2 separate regions of the Bombyx mori genome follow, and region 2 is linked to region 1. The links are chromatin contacts, called in public Hi-C maps. All regions are on one chromosome and are shown on one strand. Each heading gives the region's core, a stretch centred on a gene start, on an enhancer-like site or on the middle of the called end of the contact. The rest is flanking DNA. Distances are from core to core; before and after follow the strand shown.

What was found. A called contact is a pair of places that touch in the nucleus more often than the background predicts.
Region 2: a contact with region 1 is called in a Hi-C map of posterior silk gland, with 1.8 times the contacts expected there. The contact joins the enhancer-like site here to the promoter of LOC101740220 in region 1. A contact is called at or near these places in 2 of 7 Hi-C or Micro-C datasets (middle silk gland and posterior silk gland).

What each region holds. Positions count from the first base shown.
Region 1 is chr20:4,547,022-4,552,991 of ASM3026992v2, forward strand. LOC101740220 (proteasome subunit beta type-5) reads right to left here and starts at 2,311. Exons shown (of 6, transcript XM_004922529.5): 1 at 1,921-2,311; 2 at 1,743-1,844; 3 at 1,469-1,568; 4 at 1,076-1,269; 5 at 1-125. The coding sequence starts at 2,064.
Region 2 is chr20:4,695,268-4,700,629 of ASM3026992v2, forward strand. All of the region lies in intron 1 of LOC100302602 (transcription factor AP-2), which reads left to right. Among protein-coding and RNA genes, the nearest start is that of LOC100302602, 23 kb to the left of the region's middle. Within about 2 kb of position 4,049, at least 3 of the 8 cell types and tissues checked have open chromatin away from gene starts, as enhancers often do.

The sequences.
Region 1 (5,970 bases), core at 1,061-3,560:
TCTGACAGATCCCAGCTGTATCCAGAGTCAAGTACACCAAAAGCATACACAGAACCTGAGCCCACTGAGAACACCTTGCCTGGAGTGCGAGTACCTTCACTGTCTACATAGTATAGTTGTGCTCCCTGGATTAAATGAAAAATACTTATATGAGTCGTCTATTATCAAAGGTGGCAATCTGTGCATTTGGACAAAAAAATGTTATTGATATGTCAATACAGATTGATTTGAATATAATCGTCTCCTGCAAAGAATACGGTTCAAAACCTGCATTAAATAAAGGTTAATACTTAACCTGTTATTTATCTAAGATGTCGTTCAGAAGAGTTTTGTGACTGCCAATGGAATACAAAGTCAATAATTCGTTTTTCTGATTTACCAGTAATTGTCCAAAAGTCACATTGCCGGCTTTGATACTAGTCGACTCATATATACTATGAGCAATCAATGATCAATAAATTTAATTAACAACTCGGCCAAAAGTTTTTGACCCAATTAGACTCTATTTCAAAAACATATAAACATATTTTCAAAAATACTCGCTTATATAATTTGAAACTACAAAATACTTGTTTTAAGTATGCTTTTTTTAAATTATGGATTGAAAAAACCGAAAGCTGAAAGTCTAAATTGCATAAAAAGCATATTATAAAAGATTGTATTGTCTTGTGAGCCTGTATGGGTAGGTACTATCACAGAACCTATTTCTGCTGTAGAGCAGTAATTAATTTCAGTTTGAAGAGTGGAGCAGCCATTAATAAAACAGATTTAAACCTCATGTCTCAAAATGAGTTAGCGGCATTTATAGGCTTCAATAACTACTTAACATCGTGGCCCACAATGAGTTTGTTCACTTGTCTCAACATTTAAAAAAAAACAATACAATGTATTGCCAGGACTATTTAGGATGAATATGTTTGACACAGTCAAGACACAATTGGTGGTGAGAAGTTCATAATAGAGATCAATGTGGACAATTTTTTTCCAATTCTTGGGGACAAAAAAACATTTTCTTAATATCAATTTAGAGTTTGGCAGTAGTAAGTACCTACTAGTGGTCTTATTAACAACTTACTCTCTTGTCAATACCAGCTAACATCATTCCCATGCTGAGGCCCATTCCTTTGTAGTTGTACACCATGTTAGCCATGAGTTTACTGGCTGCTGCTACAGAAATACGCTCCCTATTCCGAAGCTCATAGAGACGGCATTGCTTTGCGAGTACTCTGTCCCAGTAGACACAGTCTGCTGCACCACCAGCGAGAGTACCTGATAAACATTATTTTATTATTAATTGTTTCAAGAATTTCATTGAATTCATGAGCGATCAAAAATGTTTTCATAGCAAAAGATATTAAAGAAACCTATTTTTTTATTTCATTGGAATCTCATTTTGGTAAAACTAAAACTCCATTATTTTTGTTTTTGTCTAAGTAAACAGTTATGCTCTAGAAACTTTAATGCTTACCAAGCAAATAGTCGTTGATTTCTACTATTTTCTTCATGGATTGAGAACCAATAAATTGGCCACCTGTAGCTCGAGAGTCGACGGCTAATAAGACTCCTCCCTGAAAAAATAATCTTTTACATCAGTAAGATATAAAATGAAAGAATGGTAGTATTTTTGTTAGCAAGTTTATATTTAACGAGTATTCTATAAATAATATATATTTATATATGGGTTGCAATATAAATTAATAATACTTAGTTTGAAAGAACTTCATATTAAATTATGAACTCACTTTGTATCGGAAACCAAGAGTGGTGGTGCCGTGGTCAAACTGAATTTTGATTTCCTTTCCAGTCTCATCCTTTGTGTTGAAGTGTGCTAAGGTTTCAGCAGGCTGTAAGGTGTAATATATTTTAATTATTATAAATAAAATAAAATGTTTTATTCTTCTATTTAATTACATTACTTACATTCGCAAATGGGGGAGAAGCGAGCTGAGCGCTGTTTACAAAGTTTTCACTGTAGCCGGTAATGTCATTATTGAATGATGCTAGAGAATCAACGGGTTTCAAGTTAATTTTTTCATTTAAACGGCAGAAATCGAGTAGAGCCATTTTTTGTTTAAAACTGTTTTCAATAAAGTCTTGATGAATGAATGACAAGCGAAATTTTCGAAAACGCCGATTTGACAAACGCAGCTATCGTTTGACATTTGACAATTTCAAATTGACAGCAGCATACACTTAATTTATTTGAGATGACAGCAGCACAAGTGTGCTTAGCATAGCTTACACATAATATTTGTGAGAAACATACATTTTCAATATGGAAACGAAGTCTTACATTTTTTTAATGATAGTAGACAACTGAGAAACAACATTTATTTTAAATACACCATGGTAGTTTCAATTTTAAATATATGAATACAGTACACTTGAAATCTTCCAATACAGGCTGGTAGAAAGTTATCATATGACAGCTATTCGTCGGTAGATGGCAGTCATGGATGAAATTTTGCATTTTTGCAAGATTGTATGGTTTTAAAACTGGAAATAAATGTCAAAGATATCTTGAAGTAGACAGGTAGAGTATGTAGATAGATAATGGGGGTAAGTGCGAATTATTGATAAAACTATGAGTATCCTTTTAAATAGAAAACCACACTTTTATTACAGGTAGCTTACTTTTTATTTTGAATTATTTGTTTTTATTCCTAGAGAGGTGATCGAGCTCACGTCCGTATTGTATAAGATTAAGTCCTTTGCAATATTTTTCTGTTCATAAACATTTTGCTCCAGATTGCCAAGTTTTCTAAAATCTGGGTGAGCAAGTAATCACACGCAATCATTTTTGGAAGTTATTTATATTTTACATTGATTACATCTTACTATACTAATCTATCTAAATTTCCATTGAAATACATGAAATTTAGAAAAAAATTGCCTGCTACCAGTAATACCAGGTGGGGCATGAACTTTTGGCGATAACAACAGAGGAAAGATTTCTTTACTAAAGATTACTGAGCGGGTGAAATGCTTGGTAGACCGGCGATCCGAATGTAAGTGTTCGGAAACTGTATGCAATATAATGTAAATTTACCTTGAAGATTTCGAAATTAATGAATCTGTTAAATATGTGTTTCATATTCGTGAATTATTTTGTTTGACCACGGAGAAGAAAGAAGTCTTCGTAGTGTTTAAAGATAGAAAAAAAGATAAGAATAAAGAGCATTATATTGCAATCAGCGTGTTCGAAATGTTACGATGAAACATAAATAGCTCGTCAATTTAATCTAAAAACCGCTAGGAGCAAGAAAATATTAACCCTTCTTTTATTGCGAAATTTTGATTTGTTATCTAGGCAAGTAATGTAGGTAAATGTCAAATTGTATAAAAAGTACACATGCAAGATATTTCTTTGAGAACGACGATCGATTCTACTTAATATGAAATTGACGAGAGATGTACATAAAAACTGCATATTTCTAATTAAATACGTACTCAACAAATGTTCACGATTGACTTCCGCGGTGAAGGAATAACATCGTGTAATAAAAATCAAACCCGCAAAATTATAATTTGCGTAATTACTGCTGGTAGGACCTCTTGTGAGTCCGCACGGGTAGGTACCACCACCCTGCCTATTACTGCCGTGAAGCAGTAATGCGTTTCGGTTTGAAGGGTGGGGCAGCCGTTGTAACTATACTTGAGACCTTAGAACTTATATCTCAAAGTGGATGGCGCATTTACGTTGTAGATGTCTATGGGCTCCAGTAACCACTTAACAAAAGGTAGACTGTGAGCTCGTCCATCCATCTAAGAAAAAAAATATACATAATATATTGCTGTTATGAAGATAACACTAGATTTGTGGAGACAATGCTTACTGTATAGATCAGTCTTTTAGGTTATGTTTTGTTTTAGAACCTACCTGTAAACCTTGTGTACATTTGTTTTATTTCAGGGTGTATTTTTTTTATTGCCCTTGTAGGCAGACGAGCATACGGCCCACCTGATGGTGAATGGTTACCGTCGCCCATGGACTTTAGCAATGCCAGGGGCAGAGCCAAGCAGCTGCCTACCGCTTTATATTCTCCACAAGCCTCGTTTGAAGAAGGACATGTCATAGCGCTCGGGAAACACCGTGGATGGGAGCTCATTCCATAGCCGGATGGTACGTGGCAAGAAAGACCTCTGGAAACGCACTGTCGATGAACACAGCGGTACCAGATAATATGGATGAACTCTGCTCCGATGGCGGGAGGTGCGATGAAAACAAGGAGATGAGGGATCATCTGTGTATTATGCGATTGGGCATTATTTATCAGGGAATTTAAGTAAAATGTTTACGGCATTGTTTTCTCAGTGTGCGGTTTTTTCCCCTACCTATGCTGATAGCCTTTGAGGCTGATAGCCTTGAGAGGCAATTTCACCATCACCTTGACGCGAAGGTGAGCTCACGGGCAAGGGCGGATCCAGTTTTGGCGCCAGGAGGGGGTCACATAGTCAAATTTAGATGCGTTCGTTTCCAAACGTTTGCCATTATACAAAGTTATTATATTATATTAAATTAATTAAATATTGAAGGTATGTAGTTACATAAAATCTGTATGGTGACAAAATATATAAATAAAATCATTATATTCAATTAGTGGTCCACCTAAGTCCTGGAACCAGCTCAGGGGGTGGTCATGACCCCCATGACCCCCCCCCTGGATCCGCCATTGCTCACGGGGCTCAAACCGGAGCATTGCTAACACTGGCCCTAGCAAAAGCAGTGCAGAATCTACCAACGGATCGGAAACGCGACTCACTGAGAAGATCCGGCGAGAAACTCAGTGGGCTGTGTCAATGGGTTAATTTACTCGTCGAGCCCTTCAAGCGACCGGTTCGCCGAGCACGGTGACCGGTAGTGTGCGGTGACGCTTGAACCCTGAACAAATAGGATGTATGCGTTGACCTGTTATCTTTGAAATGCAATTAATTATATTTTATTACTTGCAATACTTTACTTTAATACTGCTATAAAACAAAATAGTGATGAAAGCATAGATAGCATAGACGTGGGCGATGGTTTATCGTTCATACGTGTGATGTAGATAGATAGTACCTATGTAATTATCATAATATTAATTCTAATAATTTGTATTCTAACGACAATGAACTCTAGCGTTATTTAGGCTTCTTCTCCAAGTAGGCGATCTTTGTAATTATTTATTTATTAGGCACATGACACATTACAAGCTAAAAAGATACACAATAATTAATCAAAAAATCTTTAACATTGATTAAAAACAATAAAAGGCTAGTAATCTCGAGCTTATTTTGTTCGTTCCACAATTTCCTACGAGAAATAAGTTGTCATGAACATAGAAAAAACAAATATGAAACATCAGAAATTGTACAAATGGTTAAATAAACGCAAAGTCTGAACCGAATAACTCGGTTTTGAATTATATTTATAACTAGCGATCCGCCCTCGCTTCGCTTCGGAAACATACCGCTTGCAAACGTACCGCTAGTCTAAAAAAGTTACTCCTTATATCATCAGGTACCTATCAGTGAAAGTCTCGTCAAAATCGGTCCAGCCGTTCCAGAGATTAGCCGGAACAAATAGACAGACAGACAAAAATTGTAAAAAATATTATTTTGGTGTAGGTATGTACCTACCGTATGCATGTAGTAAAAAGCAGTTATTTCAATATTACAAGCAGACACTCCAATTTTATTTATATGTACCTATAGATTACGTTTAGCTAGAATAGGCTAAAATTAGAACTAAGATTACAACGTCAAAATATTGATTAAAGATTTGGTACATATGTATGTATTTACAATATGGTACTTAGTAATGGACAGTTAACACACTTAAGTAACAAAAAAAAAAAAAAAAATTGACGTTAAATGATTATGACAGTTTCTATCTACGCAACGGAATCATCTTTCATGTGATTTTTTTAATTCAAGAAGTCCGATCTATTTGAAAATTTTCAAAAGTATCAAAGACCGATGACAATGTAA
Region 2 (5,362 bases), core at 2,799-5,298, 150 kb after region 1:
GTTTTTTTTTTATAACGCCATCTTGGTTAGTTGCCCTCAATTAAGAAAAATAGTATTATTATTCGCCAATAGATGTCGGGAAGAGTTGATTATTGAAAACACGAATAAAACAACGTTTTCTGAAAATAAATCGTAGCTAGATCGATTTATCGCCCCCGTAATCCCCTGTATACTAAATTTTATGAAAATTGTTGGAGCCGTTTCCGAGATTCAGATTATATATATGTATATATTAATATACAAGAATTGCTCGTTTAAAGGTATAAGATTAAAACTAAAATTTAGTTTATCAAACACCAAAAATATAATAAAATTAGATTTTTATTAATCTATACTAATATATAAATCTACAGTGGTTTTTACGGATGTTCCGTTATAACTACTGGACCATGCATCCGATTGACTTGAAATTTGTTATCCATGTAGAAAATACATGTACTTAATGTATAGGCTAATATTTAAATGAGTGTTGGACTCCCTAATAATAATAACAGTAAATAATAATGTTAATTTTAAATGCCCAGCGAAGCGGCGAGTACGGCTTGTTTTCTATATAGTTGCAACTCTCAAATGACAATTATTTACATATAGATTTTATATATTCGTCGGCTTTTTACCGAAGCCAGTACCCACGGTCGTCAAATAAATTAATCACTTGTGAAATGTTAAATGATTGAGTTTGTTTGCGTATCGCTTTGGGCTATTGAATTATTTAATGGAAGCCTAGTTATCGTATAAAAATCGTTGGACTATTAATCTGATTTCTATATGGAGGGGTGAAAGGCTATGGTTATGTGTGGGTTCGTTTAATACGCGACATTTATATTTGTAATTAAAGGTCCGTTTTATTTGGTATTAGCATCAACAGTTCGATGTTTTTAATTGAACTTAAATTTTTCAACTTTTTACTGGTGGTAGGACCTCTTGTGAGTCCGCGCGGATAGGTACCACCGCCCCGCCTATTACTGCCGTGATGCTGTAATGCGTTTCGGTTTGAAGGGCCGTTGTAACTATACTGAGACCTTAGAACTTATCTCAAGGTGGGTGGCACATTTACGTTGTAGATGTTTATGGGCTCCAGTAACCACTTAACATCAGATGGGCTGTGAGCTCGTCCACACGTCTAAGCAATAAAAAATAAAAATAAAAAGTTTTCTCCATTCAAATAGCTGAAGAGTTTTTTTTTTGTTATAATATTTTATCCAAAATTTAAACTTTAAATGATTCTCCTGTAAAGATGGAAAAATGTCGCTTAGACCCAATAGCATTTCACACGTCGATATCAAGAGATTTCTGCAGTGCTATACCAACATATACATATGAGTGAATTGTAATGATCAATCATCATTCTCTTACCCTTCTCCCAGTCACCTGGGGACGGCGTAACATGTTTTCTCCTTCCATACTCCTCTATCATATACAATTTCCTCGCTCACTCCCCTCTTACACATATCATCTTTATATCGTCATCATCACCATCATCATCATCATTCTCCTACCCTTCTCCCAGTCACCTGGGGTCGGCGCAACATGTTTTCTCCTTCCACACTCCTCTATCATATATCAATTCTTCGCTCACTCCCCTCTTACACATATCGTCTTTCACCCAATCCATGCATTGCTTCTTAGGTTTACCTCTTCCTCTATCTATATAAGTTGCAATGTTGTAAGAGAATTATGTTTATATTTAATCCAGACTTTAGAACCTAATAATGGCAGCTGATATAGTGACGGGAATTATGGTGATTAGCTCCAATTGAAAAACGTCTTAAGTATTTCATGATTTTTTTAGTATCATCACCGCTCTCTGTTTTTTTTGGGGAACTTTTTCTTGGTTCGTCTTGCAACACTCGTACGTAGGTCGATTAAGGTTTGATAGTCTACTTAAAAATCACGCCGTATATCGTATGTATGTATTAGTGAGCCCGCGTATTGATTTATCGATGGTCACGCTGCGACAGGCTAATTGTTACCACTCACCATCTCGCACGTCAGCCTGCGCGGGACTAATCGAATTTTTTTCGTGATTTATTAATTTTTTATTCTTTATCTTTTAAATGTCGGAGACGGTCATTAGTTTGGTAGCTAAATGAAACGCAGCGCGATTCCCGAGAGATGGCAGCACGATTGCGGTATCGGCGGAACTCGGCTAACTTCGTGCTACGACAGAGCCTAGCCGATGGAGGCGCGTAGATACTATCACACTTACCAACCAGCCTTCTTGAAGAGCGGTGCCTCCGTCCTAAGAACTGTCATACGTTTTCGTTTGCTAACGTCAAGAGAGAGAGAGAGACAGAGAGTATTCTTTATTGTACACCAAAAAATAAATAAACAATGCAATACATTAAATACAAAAAAAGTACAATTGGCAGTCTTATCGCTAAGAGCAACGTCTTCCATACAACCATCAGGTGGACAAGAATCATTTGGAAACGAATTACGCGCGGTGTCCCAATCCAGTGAAATATATATCTACATACATACCTACCTACACATAAACATACATACATATATCCGTAAGTATACACTCAAATACACAGTGTAATGTATAATCTATATATTAATACGTGAAGCAAAAACTTTGTATCCCTTTTTACGAAAATTGCGCGGACAGAGGAGTATGAAATTTTCCACACTTATAGAGAATGTAGAGAAGTGCACAATGCTAATATTTTTTTAAATAATGCATAAAAGATACATTAAATCAATAAAGAAAACATTACACACACTACATACCATGTATTTGACGCACACACGCATGCATACTATTTATTGTCAAACTTTTGTTCTTGACGTCTGTTGTCAAATTGAGAATAGATTAAATATTGTTTGTCTTTGTCAGTGGCGTACCTAAGGGGGGGCGGTGGGTGCGGTCCGCACCGGGCGGCACTTACCCTGGGGCGGCATTTTAGCATTTAGGTACTTTTAGTTGTATAAAGCAATTTATTCATTTCATATTTATTTTCTTTCTTGAATAATAAATGATTATTATGATTATTATAAGTTTAATATTTGATTTATATAAATTATGATTAACTATATGATTTCGAATATTATTCATCGGTGTATATAAATGCATATTAGTGTAAATTTTGAATTCAAGAACAAGGTAATAATTTGATTTTATTGTATTCATTAAAATTCTTTGAATTCGTAAAAGTATCTTCTCGATTTTGTTCGGCAATTTTTCCTAACAAAATTTTTTTAATATCAGTTTATAAATGTCATTTCTTTTGAAAAGTTTGTATGATTACTTTGAAGTAATATGTCAATATTTTTTTATTCATCGATTTTTCTTTTGAAAAGCAGGGCCGGCGGAAGGCGGTCTGCTAGGTCTGCAAAGCATTAGGGCGCCGGCATAAGAACTATCTTTTTCAAACAACAAAATCTAAACGAAACAAAACAAAAATACTGACGAAGTTACAATTTCAGAGCTCGCAAATAGATAAATATTCTCAGTCCGTTTTGAAGAATTGTATTTGGATTGATAAATTGCACCGCTCATATGCCCGTGTAAACTACCAGTTGACATGGACTTGGCATTATACACGATTTTTCTAGTATGAAAGCTAGAAGAGTAGATATTATATAAATATGTTTACGAGTGCATACAAATAATAAAAAATTTACTCTGTGTATTAATTAATATTGATTAAATAACTTAATAATTTATTTATGTGTATTAATTTATAAAAACCACTATTTGATTGACTTATAATAGAAAGAGCGGCAGACTGGAGATCGCCCCGGGCGGCAAAAGTTCTAGGTACGCCACTGGTCTTTGTTAATACTATTTATAGTGTAGTCTTGGCGAAATTTGTGATTATAGAAGTATAAAATACAATCATAATAGTGTACAAACTTACAATTCCAATTAATTATAGTCGAATTTCGACTACTGCGGTACCTCTAGTTCTAATCTAAAACGTCTTCCTTTTCCTATCCTCCAACTCTTAGTACAGTTACATCCTAAAGATACGTTATAAAGAAGGCGCGTAGTCTATTGACAGGTAATTTGAACGTATGCCCCATTATTACATGCGATCCTAGTCAGATTTCAGACATGTATGCCTTAGACCGGTCGTACACAAACTACAGAACAGTACAGAAGGCTCAATTTGGGTGACTTAAAAAAAAAGCCAATTTAATTTCGAATTATTACAACAAAATTGAGTTTTAAATAACTTTTTTAGCCTACACCGAATAGGATCGTTCGTATTGTCAGTAGTCCCTTTCTCGAAGTGCGTTTGGAGTATCTGGGTCTGCGGAGGAACTTCGGTTCTCTCTATGTTTTGTGCAACGGACTATATACCATGGGAATTGCTGTGTGGAATTGGGAGGGTAAGCCGCTTCGTTACGTAACGTGTTACGGGGTCAGTCTGACTGGCTTCCCTTTCTCTCACGCATACGATGGCGTTACTAAGAACGTATTTAACTCCTAACTATTATATTAAATTATACTATTATAATCCTATTTATATTAAATTTAGATTAAGTGCTATTGTGCGCGGATTTGTGAGTCCGCGCGGGTAGGCACCACCAACCTGCCTATTTCTGCCGTGAAGCAGTAATGCGTTTCGGTTTGAAGGGTGGGACAGCCGCTGTAACTATACTTGAGACCTTAGAACTTCTATCTCAAGGTGGGTGGCGCATTTACGTCGTAGATGTCTATGGGCTCCAGTAACCACTACCCACCAGGTGGGCTGTGAGCTCGTTCACTCATCTAAGCAATAAACAAAAAAGTATGCTAATAATGTTCATACACAACATTCTAACTAAGAATAAAATATATAATATAATCAATAAAATATTTTATTAATAAATAATCTTTCCTTATATTATCATATAAAATACAAAAAATTAAGTAATAACCTAGGCTTTTCTCAAGTGAAACAATTTCAATATGAAATAGTTCAACTTAGATTAGTTTAAGTTGTCAATCTATACTAATATTATAAAGCTGAAGAGCTTGTTTGTTTGGTTGAACGCGCTAATCTCAGGAACTACTGGTCTGATTTGAAAAATTCTTACAGTGTTAGATAGCCCATTTATTGACGAAGGCTGACTAGATTTATAGGCTGACTAGATATAACATCGCGCTAGATCAATACGAGCGGAGCAGTAATACAGAATGCTACAAAATCGGGGTGATTTTTTTTCCTCTGAGAGTTTCCGCTGTATGTGCTGCGGAAACGGGTAAAGTTTCACTAAAATAATCTATGAAAGAATTGTTTCCCTTTAAAGTTCTAAAAAAAGTCCGCGACAGCATTTGTCAATATGCTTAGGTTGGGTATGGGTATGACCTTTTTATGTAAACTAATTTTTTTAAAAATAAAGCATTATTTTGAAGGTGTTTTTATAA